Linked DNA regions of Cyprinus carpio: region 2 is linked to region 1. A link is a contact called in public Hi-C data. All regions are on one chromosome and are shown on one strand. Each heading gives the region's core, a stretch centred on a gene start, on an enhancer-like site or on the middle of the called end of the contact. The rest is flanking DNA. Distances are from core to core; before and after follow the strand shown. Region 1 overlaps thada (thyroid adenoma-associated protein). Region 2 overlaps thada (thyroid adenoma-associated protein).

Region 1 (5,315 bases), core at 1,853-4,352:
AATGTAAAGCAATTAAATTAGGACTTTGGACTATATGCGTACTAGGAGTAAAGATATTTTTGATTCTGATTATTGTTATGATTTTAAATTAGGACTTGAGATTTACCGTAACCCTGATCACAGATCCGGTCCTGAGATTAGTGAATTCAGCTAAATAACACATGGCTTCATGTGGGGATTCTCTCTGATTAGCTGAATAAACATCTACACTGTAAAAACCTGCTGGACAAGAGCTACTCACAGCTGTGTCTCTGAATGAAACCGGCTGAATGTCATTTAATTTCCATTCACAGACTCAATACACACAAACGCAGTTTCAGCTCAGAGCTTTAGCTCTGCAAAGTGAAATGGCAGGCGATTTCCTGTTTAGAAAAAGGGGTCGCGTTTCAATTCCTCATAAACACTCAACCAACCATCAATTATCCTGCTGTTTTGCCATTTCTGTCATTAAGCTATGTTCAAGCTGACGGGAATCGGCTTTTCTGGAAGGACGTGTGTGTTTGTGTCTGGAGATGCGTGTTTTTGTATGTGTCTGTTGCAGTGTTTTTGGCTGACTGGGAGTGTGTGTGTTCTTAAAAGCTGTTTTATTGGCCAACTGTTAATGTTTAAAGTGCTGCTGTTAGGCTCTAGACTCTGGATATGGCCTGGTTTCCAGGGGGTAAGTCTACTGTTCCACCAAAGCATTCTGGGAAGTGATGAGGAAAGTTAAGTTAATTTGCTCTGTGGGCTCAAATGGCAGCGCTAATAAGAAAATATACATCAAACTGCAATTGCACTAAAGCCTAGTGCCTAAATCCATTCTGAACATATTCATTTTAGTCTTAAAACTAAATCCACATTGGTTTTGTCATGCGCTTAAATATAATATAATGCACTGTAGTATAAAAGACTGAAATTGCCATTTAGAAAGATGGCTTAAATGCCTTTATTTAAGGCTCTTGTGCACTCCAAGAAATAATAATCAACCAAACAAGCCTAAATAATGTCAACAAACCACTGTAAGGTACCTGGCCTGTCACGGGAAAGGAAAGGAGAGACGGTGGGGGTCTGAGGAGAAGAAAAACAAGTCTTCCGTTAACTCCCTCGCTCTGCTGAGGGGAAAGCCAAGGGCCTGAGCTGAACCATATGTGTTTTATGTGCAGGGGGATGGAGGGAATGTTACTGACAGACAGGAGGGTGGAATACGGGAATGTTCATATGGATGAAAGGAATATGGGTTGAGAGGTGTGGCTGGCTAATGAAAGCATTGAAAATATTCACAAAACATCCTGGACAGACTTCAGCACATTTTCTGTCTCATGCTCCTTGTGTATGATTAGTCAGGGTAGATGCCATATTTATTTAGATGTGAATGAAAACAAGGATGTGTAGGATAGATCTAAAGTCTGTTATACTGTTGGAAAGCCTGTGATCGCTCACACGATGCAACACTGAAAATATGACTTATTTTATATAAATACGACATCTAGCCTGAATAAAGTCTCCATTTCTTTTGGTGTTTCACAGGTCTTGCAGGTTCTCGCTGTCCTCCCTCTTTCTTGGCTGCTGCCCTGGAGAGATGGGATGACGTCTTTGAGCTGTCTGGAGGTTCTAGAGCATCTCCTCACACTGCTGGAAACCTCTACTCACAGGTGAGCCATACTGATGAAACTATAGCATCCGTTTTGTTTGTTTTTTTCCATGGACTGTTGAAATATTCCAGAAAATGAGTTTTTGACCAACATTCATCATGATAATCTTCACAAATGAACACTACGTATGAATTTTTAAGCATCAATACAATCGGCAAAAGTAAAAAGCTATACACTATAAACAAACCAGGAAAAAGACTCACTGAGATTAAAAATCTCTTTTACAGGAGTGTCCTGGCCGAGTTTGTGTATACAAATAAACAACAAAATTACAACATAGAATACTAAAGCCATCATACAAACAAATAACCAATTAAAAACAATTACACACCATTAATTCACTGTCTAGATGACTTAATGATTTTTTTTTAATAATTATGAGACAAAAAGTTTGAGTTAAAACAGAATAGTTCCCAAAACGCAATTTATAAACATGATGCTGTGAAGGAGAAAAAAGTTTTATATTTATGAGACAAAAAGTTTGAGTTAAAACAGAATAGTTCCCAAAACGCAATTTATAAACATCATGCTGTGAAGGAGAAAAAAGTCCCAAGACACGTTGTATTTTGTGTTGTCAGAATAAAGCGTGAACAAATCTTGAGCTTGTGTAGACCACTAACCTTATTTCAGGCATTTAACCAAAAACCCATAAAAAAAAAACAACAACAAAAAAAAAAAACCTTGACTTTGAGACGTCAAAACCAGAAGTGGATGAACAATCATAAGTTACGATATTTAGACATTAGACATGTCTACCAGATTTTTATATATATATATATCATTTGCTGTTATTAAATTATGTATGTAACATTTTCATTTTTATTAAATTTTTTATGTAATTATTTCATTTGCTGTTATCAGACTATGGACTGTATATTTTAAATGGTGCAGATATGGAAAGCACAGCTGACACAGAAGTCACTTTCAAACCAAGCAGCTTTCTGTTTGACAAAGTGGTGAATCCTTGTGGCCAGCTTGAACCTGTTACAAAATCCGCATGGATAAATCTTTCAAAATTCCCAGTAGAAAGTGATTTCCCATTGAAAAACTGGATTTCTCCTTTAAAAATTCACCAGACATGATGAACATTAATTTTCCATTCGCATCCAGTTGTGCACACACCAGATTTAAAGGCTTTCTATTGCATACTAGATCGCACCAGCACCCTAAAAACATAGCATGCTCTCAGCAGCTGTGGACTCCAACAAACCTCCTCATTGTTGAGGCAGTGGTTTGAGGTGGTGGAGATCCCTCTGGGGAGGCGAGAGGTACTCTGTTGAGCGGCTAGCTCTGTTAGCGGGAAGCGTAATGGCTTCAGATGTGGGCTCCGACTACAAAAGAAACCACACATACCTGTGGTCGCCAGCCGGCCCGTGTACATCAATCACCCTTTCATACCTACGGCAGAGTGGGAAGGAGATAGATTTACACATTAAAGGGTCACAGCTACCTGTGCTTTCAATTGAGAGAGTGTTCGGATACCTTTACATAGGGTTATTCCCTATAATTTGTGGGTATGTACATGCTAGGAGGTTGTGTGCATGTCTAAATGTGTGTTTATGTGGCAGCAGGTGCAGTTGGATTGTTGTTTTTGGCTCCTAGATGCCTGTAGGGGCCTCAGAATACCAGACACCTTCACATCCCAGTGCGCAGTGAACACAGGACGTCGGTATTACATTACAAAGACTCCCGCTCCCTGCAACGCTCGCACGCTTTCAATCTCTCCCCTTAAGTTCAGTGTTGTGAAACGCTTCGCGGCGTATTGCTATTTGTACAGTGTGACATGATACATGTCTTTTGTAGCAGTCTCCCTGTGATTAAGCAACACCGTAGTACTTACGGTTAGCTGTGTGTGTCTGCGATTGTGTAATGCACTTGGACGCTTGCAGTGTTGTGTAATGGCACTTTTGCTGAGTGTATTTTGGTAGCCGTGTTCTGTTGGACAACACATGTTGGTTTACACCTGTTCTGAGATCGAGTTAGTAAAACAGCCCCTCTGGACTCGGCCTGGGGCGCGTGTTCAAGTGTGTGTCAGTGTGTCGTCAGTTTATGATCTGATAGCATTTATGATCAGGGTCCAGACGGTCGTGGCAAAATCTGGAAATTCTAAAATGGTTATTTACAGAACTGGAAAGTTCAAGAGTGAGAGAGTTAATAACAATGATGATGATGATGATAATAATACAAATAATAAAATCCTGGAAATTTCTGTAATAAATATGATTTTTATGAATAATTAATTGACTTCATATTTTGAATTTTTGTGTACTAAAAATGCTTATAAATTTCATTTCATTACAAATAAAGGGCAAGTGGTACACTGAATTAAAAAACAATTCTGAAGAAAATACTTTTTTTTTCTTGTAAAACCCTCCAATTATCTTTGTAATAGTTGTAATAATTTTTTACAGTGCAGAACCTTACAATGCTAGATTAGACTTTATTTACTAATTTATTTATTAATTCATTAATTTTCTTATTCTATTATTTTTTTATTCATTATGTATTCTAGGTGAGTTTTGTATCATGTATGTCATAAATATAATATAATATAATGTAATATAATGTAATATAATATAATATATAATATACTATAGTGTGTGTGTGTGTGTGTGTGTGTGTGTGTGTGTGTGTGTGTGTGTGTGTGTGAGTGTGTGTGTTTATTTATTTATTTATTTATTCATTCATTCTATGGGAGTTATTCCTTTTTAAAATGTTTTAGTGAATCATATGAATTCATTTATCAGCATTCACAAATGTTCATGGAAGTCCCTGTGTTGCATGTATGGAAATGCATGAAAGAAAATGTGTTGTTAGCCGGTCAGTGAATTTACATGGCAACCCTGTAGAGAAAAAAAAAGAAAAAAAAAAAACAATGTAAAAAAAACATGCCTCGAGCCATCAAAATGACCTATGACAATATTTGATGTATTTTTGTTGTATGTAATAAAGTGAAGTATGCAGATGCTCTTGTGTGTGTTTCAGTGTGGAGCTCTACTGTGCCGCTCTCTCCCTGACATCTCAGCTGGTGCTGCACCTGGCCGAGTCAACGCCGCAGGTAAGGAAGAAGAAAAGAAACAAGAGACAGAGGAAGAGAAAGAGTGAAGCATTGTGTTGGAAGTTTCCAGACAGACTTAAGCAAGTTAAACTGGACACTCTATCACTCTCTATCTAGACTGGAGCAGATTACAGATACTTAACCTTAAAACGGCTTAACATTCCGCCTCATCTCACTACAAATATGAAAATCCCTGGGAAAAAAGAAAGAGCATATGTGCTTTAGCTTAACCACAGGCTCTGGAAAGATTAACCTGTTTGATTTCACATGAGTTTTTAAGAGTTGTTAACATTGTTTGCAGTTTACTGAAATGTTTGTGAATGGTTGTTAGACGATTAGCCGCTAGGTGTGATGAAGTGGAGGGGGATTGAGCTTTATGGCTTCCGATATTTATTTCACGTTGACAATGTGATTTCAATGAATACAGTTCTAAAGTTTATATATAAGAAACCAATACTTTTTCATCAAAGATTTAATTTCAGGTGTCAATATGGATTCTTACATTGTTACACAAATATTTTTATTTTATTTTAATATTAAATAAACACTGAAAAGAAAAGAAAAAAATAGCATTTTCTACAAAAATACTAACCAGCACAACTCTTTTCAACACTGATGATAAGAAA
Region 2 (5,415 bases), core at 2,542-5,041, 43 kb before region 1:
TTCATATCGATCTTGACTTAATTTTTCATTTACATAACTCCTGGCATAAATTAAGAAATGACTGTCGCTGTAAGATTAAAAAAAAATTAAGCTTGAGTCTTTTTGGTTTAGTTTTGTCCTGGCCACGAGATATTAATTCGTGGGAACGTGATAATGTCGTGGAGTTTAATGCATAAACAAACCCGCGTGACCATAGGGAAGTTGTGGCCTAATGGTTAGAGAGTCAGGACTCCCAATCGAAGGGTTGTGAGTTCGAGTCTCGGGCCGGCAGGAATTGTGGGTGGGGGGAGTGCATGTACAGTTCTCTCTCCACCTTCAATACCACGACTGAGGAGCCCTTGAGCAAGGCATCGAACCCCCAACTTCTCCCCGGGCGCCGCAGCATAAAATGGCTGCCCACTGCTCCGGGTGTGTGTTCACAGTGTGTGTGTGTTCACTGCTCTGTGTGTGTGCACTTCGGATGGGTTAAATCCAGAGCACGAATTCTGAGTATGGGTCACCATACTTGGCTGAATGTCACGTCACTTTCACTTTCACTTTCAACCTGAGATTATCAGAGATTGATAAAATATTTTTATCCATCCTACAGTCCGTTGATCGTGTCTTTTTATGTAATATATGTTTATAAGCTATTATTATTAGTAGTAGTAGTATTATATAGGCTAATCGTATATAATAATTAATATTATATTAATTAGGGCTTTATTTTTATATTTATTGTTATGCTTTTTTTCCCTTTCAGTCCGTGTATTGCTTAGCCCACCTAATTAAGGTTCTGTGTAATGCTAGTACGTGCTAGGCTAACATTTATTTAGCAAATTCTGAAAACGCCTGACAATTATGCCAATAAAGTTTTGACTTTATTGCATTTATGCCCGTATGTCACGATAAATGCGTGGTGTTTTCATTATGAAACTAGCGAATTATTAATTTATAATTCTAGTATTTATTATTATATAGGTTAGGGTATTTATAGAGTTATTGTTCAATTCATCCTCTAAATTGTACTTCCAGTAAAAATTCCTGTCGTATAGCATAATCAATGCTTTATTTGCATGTATTTACATCATAGGCTATTATTTACAAAACTCTTCAGGGCTGTGTTTCCCAAAAGCATTGTAAACCAGATGATGATAGGTCTTCAATCAATTTAGGCTTAAGATGCTTTTGGGAAATGCAGCCCTGAATGTTAAGTAAAGAGAACGAAATGAAGGGAAAATAAATGCATAACAACAAATATAAAAACATTACCAATAATAATAATAATACCAATAAAATACATTTACTTACAAGATTTTTGGGATGAATAAAAATGTTTTCTTGTGGACCTATTTTATTTTATGTACTTTATGTAACATTTATTCATAATAAGCTTTATTAATTCAACTTTATTCCGGTAACCTAGGACTATGGTTAACACTTAAACCACCAGAGGTCGCTGTATAGCCTCCCTAAAACAGCCAGCAGCGGGTAAAATTTATACATGCATATGTCTACTGTTTCGCTATGGCTAAAAAATGTCTTATGTCACCTTATTATGCCACTGTCTTCACAATGTTTAGAGTCATAAAATGGTTATTTTTAGTCATCAACTTTTTTTTGTCCTGTTGTTTTAAGTTCAGGGCTATTTTTAGGCAGGTTACACTAATCACTTTTCTTCATGGTGAATATAAACCAGCTTGCAATGACAACGAGAATTACAAGGAAATAAATACATATTTGGGTGGTGTAATAGTATAATAAAATGTTTTAAGATAACCCATGTTATTTAAATAACTAAAATACCTTAAATAGACTATAATAAGTCATAATAATTCATAGTTTATGAAATTAATTGCATTCCTTAACATTAAACCTAGCAGTAACTCTGAACTAATGTGAACAAAGAACGCTTCTGTGCGCTGGCGTCCTTCCACAGGTGAAGAGATTTTAAACACCCGCATGCCTCTGCTCGTGATGGTACCTGGATCAGTGAGCTGCGTCTCGGGCCGATGCTGTCACTTCCAGGGAGGCATGCTGTACACGCCTCTGTCCCTTGACTCCACCCCCACGTCAAAACAGTGCCAGAAAGTGAGACGCGCAGAAACGTGAAGCGCAAAGGGAAAAAAACGGTATGGCAAACTCAAACTTGACTGAAACGCAAAATAAAAGCAGCACTGCAAATAAATTAGTAGATATGGCCATGGAAAATATGTATTGAAAATCATTGCTTTTGCGCGGTTTCATTTATATTTCGCAATTCTTTATTTTTGTTTTCAAAAAGCACATTTATTTTTCTTAATACTTAAATTTTTGTTTGCAAAACTTCATTTTCTTTTGCAGAACTTTGTTCTTTTGCATATATATGCGGCATTATATTGACTCCATACAACTACACTGTAAAAAAAACAAAAAAACACCAGTAGTTGAGAAGACTTATAGCAACCGGTTTCATGACTTTTTTTTTTTAACTTTGAATTTAACTTAGTTTTTAACTTGAGCTCAACATAGAGAAGAATTACTTGTCAACTTAAAGTCGGTCTGTGCTTTCAGCACACATAATAAAACAAGTTTTATAAACTTGTGAATCCAAGTTTAAGAAGATGATATTAATATTGCACATTATTAAGGTAAAACACTCTTATTTTGGCAGACCTTTCCATTAAACAATTAAAGGTTGCTTAACGTGTGAGTTAGCTGCACAAATGCAAAAGTTCATAGAGGTGTTTCTATGCATCAAAATACATATAAAACTTGCTCTTTAAAATTAAAGAAACTTCACCAAAGCCACAACTACCTATCCTCATAATGAAACAAAACATGACTTTTAAACAGAACTTATTAAAAACACTAAACAGGTCAACACCGATAGCCTTGTATGGGCAGTGTGCCGACATATAGTGCTTCTATACCGTTCTATAGTAATAAAAGGCAAAAATGCAAGGTATTGACATTGTAAGTGTGACATTGTAAGTTCTTGATGTCCTAAAAGTTGACTTTAATATTTTATGTAGTGTCAATTTTTTCCACAGTCAGTCTACTATCCAAATAGAGTTTTCTGACAGAATGGAAGTTGCAATAAAGTTGCCAAAAATAATACCAAAATGCTATTACAACCCACGACAGAACTTGATGCTATTTATTAGGAGTTGGAAAAAAAGTGGCTGTAACATTGCAAAATGGAGCTAGGTGGTCTGAGAGAAAAGGTTGCGAAAAGACATTTGTGATATCAGCTGAAAAGTAAAGGCGTTTCAGATGCAAAGCAAGTGTTAAGACTTGATGCAAGCATTCCGTTAGAATGCATCAGCTTGCCACAGCTCACTTAATGTGAATAGATCTTGAGGTGAGTTCTGTGTGATCCTGCTCTGTCAGGGGTTGTTCACTAGGGGGCACTGAAGTTCTGTGCTTTTTCTCCTTCCAGTCCTCTATTCCAGTCATTAATCTCTGTCGTATGTTGGCCTACAGCGCATGGACACCTTCCAGCCCCTTAAATGTTCTGGATGTTCCTCCTAACTCCCTGATGGCCTTTGTTTGTTTGTGTTCTGCCTGTATCCTCATCCCACGTTTATCCACCCTCACAAAGACTTACTCTTTTGTTTGTAGTTTCAACTCTTCCCTTGTACTGATCGAAACTCTTGACATGCATTGGAGCTGACGCACAGGGGTTAACGCACTTCAACGCGTGTTTATCTTTTCCGTAGTAGAGGGAATGCTAACAACATCTTGCCCAAGCACGCACAAACGTTGACACAATTCTTACACACATTCGCACCCTCTCGATTGCTGCCCGGTTGACCGTGACCTCTGATCCCTGGCCACCGCAGGACTGAGCGGGTGGGCCTTTATGGGACCTCCTGCTGCGGCGACGACTGCTCTGCGTCAGCTCCCTAATCTCATCCAAACCTGTGGAGCGCGAGCTGTTGCAAGAATGTCCTGATGCATTCTGGGATTGAATACAGAGAGGTCACAGATGGAGTGAGGAATGACTAAACAGGAGTGGCACTGACCTCGCTGCAAAACAAAAATGGCTCACTCGTGAGATCATGGTTTGTTATGATTAATCGGTGTGCTGATTGGACTTAATTGGAAAATCGAGTGGGCCGTAATGACACAAGCCAGTGTGTTGGACTACCTCACACTTCAAAGAGCCCATGTGCTCCCAGGTCAGCTGACCGTGGCATTACCCTGGGATTTTCTAAAGAGACGCTGAATATTTAGAGGTCACGGAAACTCAGTATAATCGCAATGATATAACGCTGACTCTTTGGTCTGGATATATTCCCCATAGTCAGGACCGTTTACTTTCTGCATAACCCTGCCGCCAGCTTGTCCGACATCTCCATGTGTTTGTCTTTAGTTTTATGTGTTTTTATGGCAGGCATCTTCATCCTGCGGGTCACTCCGCTATTGCTTATTGTTGTTTTGTTCAATTTCTCTTCCTCTGTGCAAGTGTTTTTGTGAGTCTTGTGATTTGTGCGCTGACGTGTACTTGTCAAACATTTTGACAGGTCGCTCACTGTTATGACTTTTTGGGTCTTTTTGTTTACAATCTGTGTGTACTGTGGCTGTGTTCTGAACAGCATACTATCTCACTATTTCTGCAGCATAGAATGTATGTACTGATTTTCTTTTTGCATGGAAGACTGACTGCATTCTCCAAAATGCAAGGTGCACACATCTCACATATTCTGCGCTATTCTTTGCTATGAATTCACGTGCTTTTAAAAGGAAAGGATATTGTACCTTTCTAAATGGATACCTTTCTAAATGTCAGAGTGCATAGTTAAGTGTAAGGCTCTAAAACTGCCATTCAAAAGTTTGAAGTTTATTGGATCAAAAATACAGTAAAAACAGTAATATTGTGAAAAAATATGATTTAAAATAACTTCTATTTGAATATATTTTAAAATGTAATTTATTCCTGTTGAAAACAGTGCTGCTTAATGTTTTTGTAGAAATACATTTTCAGGATTGTTTTCAGAAAAGAACAACATTTATTTACTGTAAATATTTTTGTTACAAAGTAAAAAGTCACTTTTGATCATTTTAATGCATTCTTTCTGAATAAAATATTAATTTATTTTTAAAAACCAATTACACCAAAATAGTGTAACTTGGGACACATTTGCTTTATACATACAAAAATTATTGGAGTATGTTTTCCCAAGAAAACACTGTCAGTCTATCTCAAAATTTCATGTTTGTTTCTTTGAAATAATTTTCGCTCAAAAATTGCCAGCAATTTTCATAAATAATTAAAATGTGAATCATGCACCACATTTATTATTATTATTATTATTATTATTATTATTATTATTATTATTATTATTTTTTTTTTATTTTTTATTTTTTTTATTTATTTTTTTTATTTTTATTTGCGTGTACCTAAAACATGAGAGTTGTATAATCTTTTAATTTGTTTATCAAACACACATT

Evidence for each region. Hi-C and Micro-C count contacts between places; a contact is called where the count stands out from the background.
Region 2: a Hi-C map of skeletal muscle shows a contact between it and region 1, with 4 times the contacts expected there. The contact joins two enhancer-like sites. A contact is called at or near these places in 3 of 8 Hi-C or Micro-C datasets (liver and skeletal muscle).

What each region holds. Positions count from the first base shown.
Region 1 is chrB13:9,437,943-9,443,257 of ASM1834038v1, reverse strand. It overlaps thada (thyroid adenoma-associated protein), which reads left to right. Exons shown (of 39, transcript XM_042736377.1): 34 at 1,507-1,631; 35 at 4,617-4,689. Among protein-coding and RNA genes, the nearest start is that of LOC109076348, 16 kb to the right of the region's middle. Within about 2 kb of position 3,102, at least 1 of the 8 cell types and tissues checked has an H3K27ac peak or open chromatin away from gene starts, as enhancers often do. A contact at or near this core is called in skeletal muscle, where this site is marked.
Region 2 is chrB13:9,481,722-9,487,136 of ASM1834038v1, reverse strand. All of the region lies in intron 27 of thada (thyroid adenoma-associated protein), which reads left to right. Among protein-coding and RNA genes, the nearest start is that of thada, 42 kb to the left of the region's middle. Within about 2 kb of position 3,791, at least 1 of the 8 cell types and tissues checked has an H3K27ac peak or open chromatin away from gene starts, as enhancers often do. A contact at or near this core is called in skeletal muscle, where this site is marked.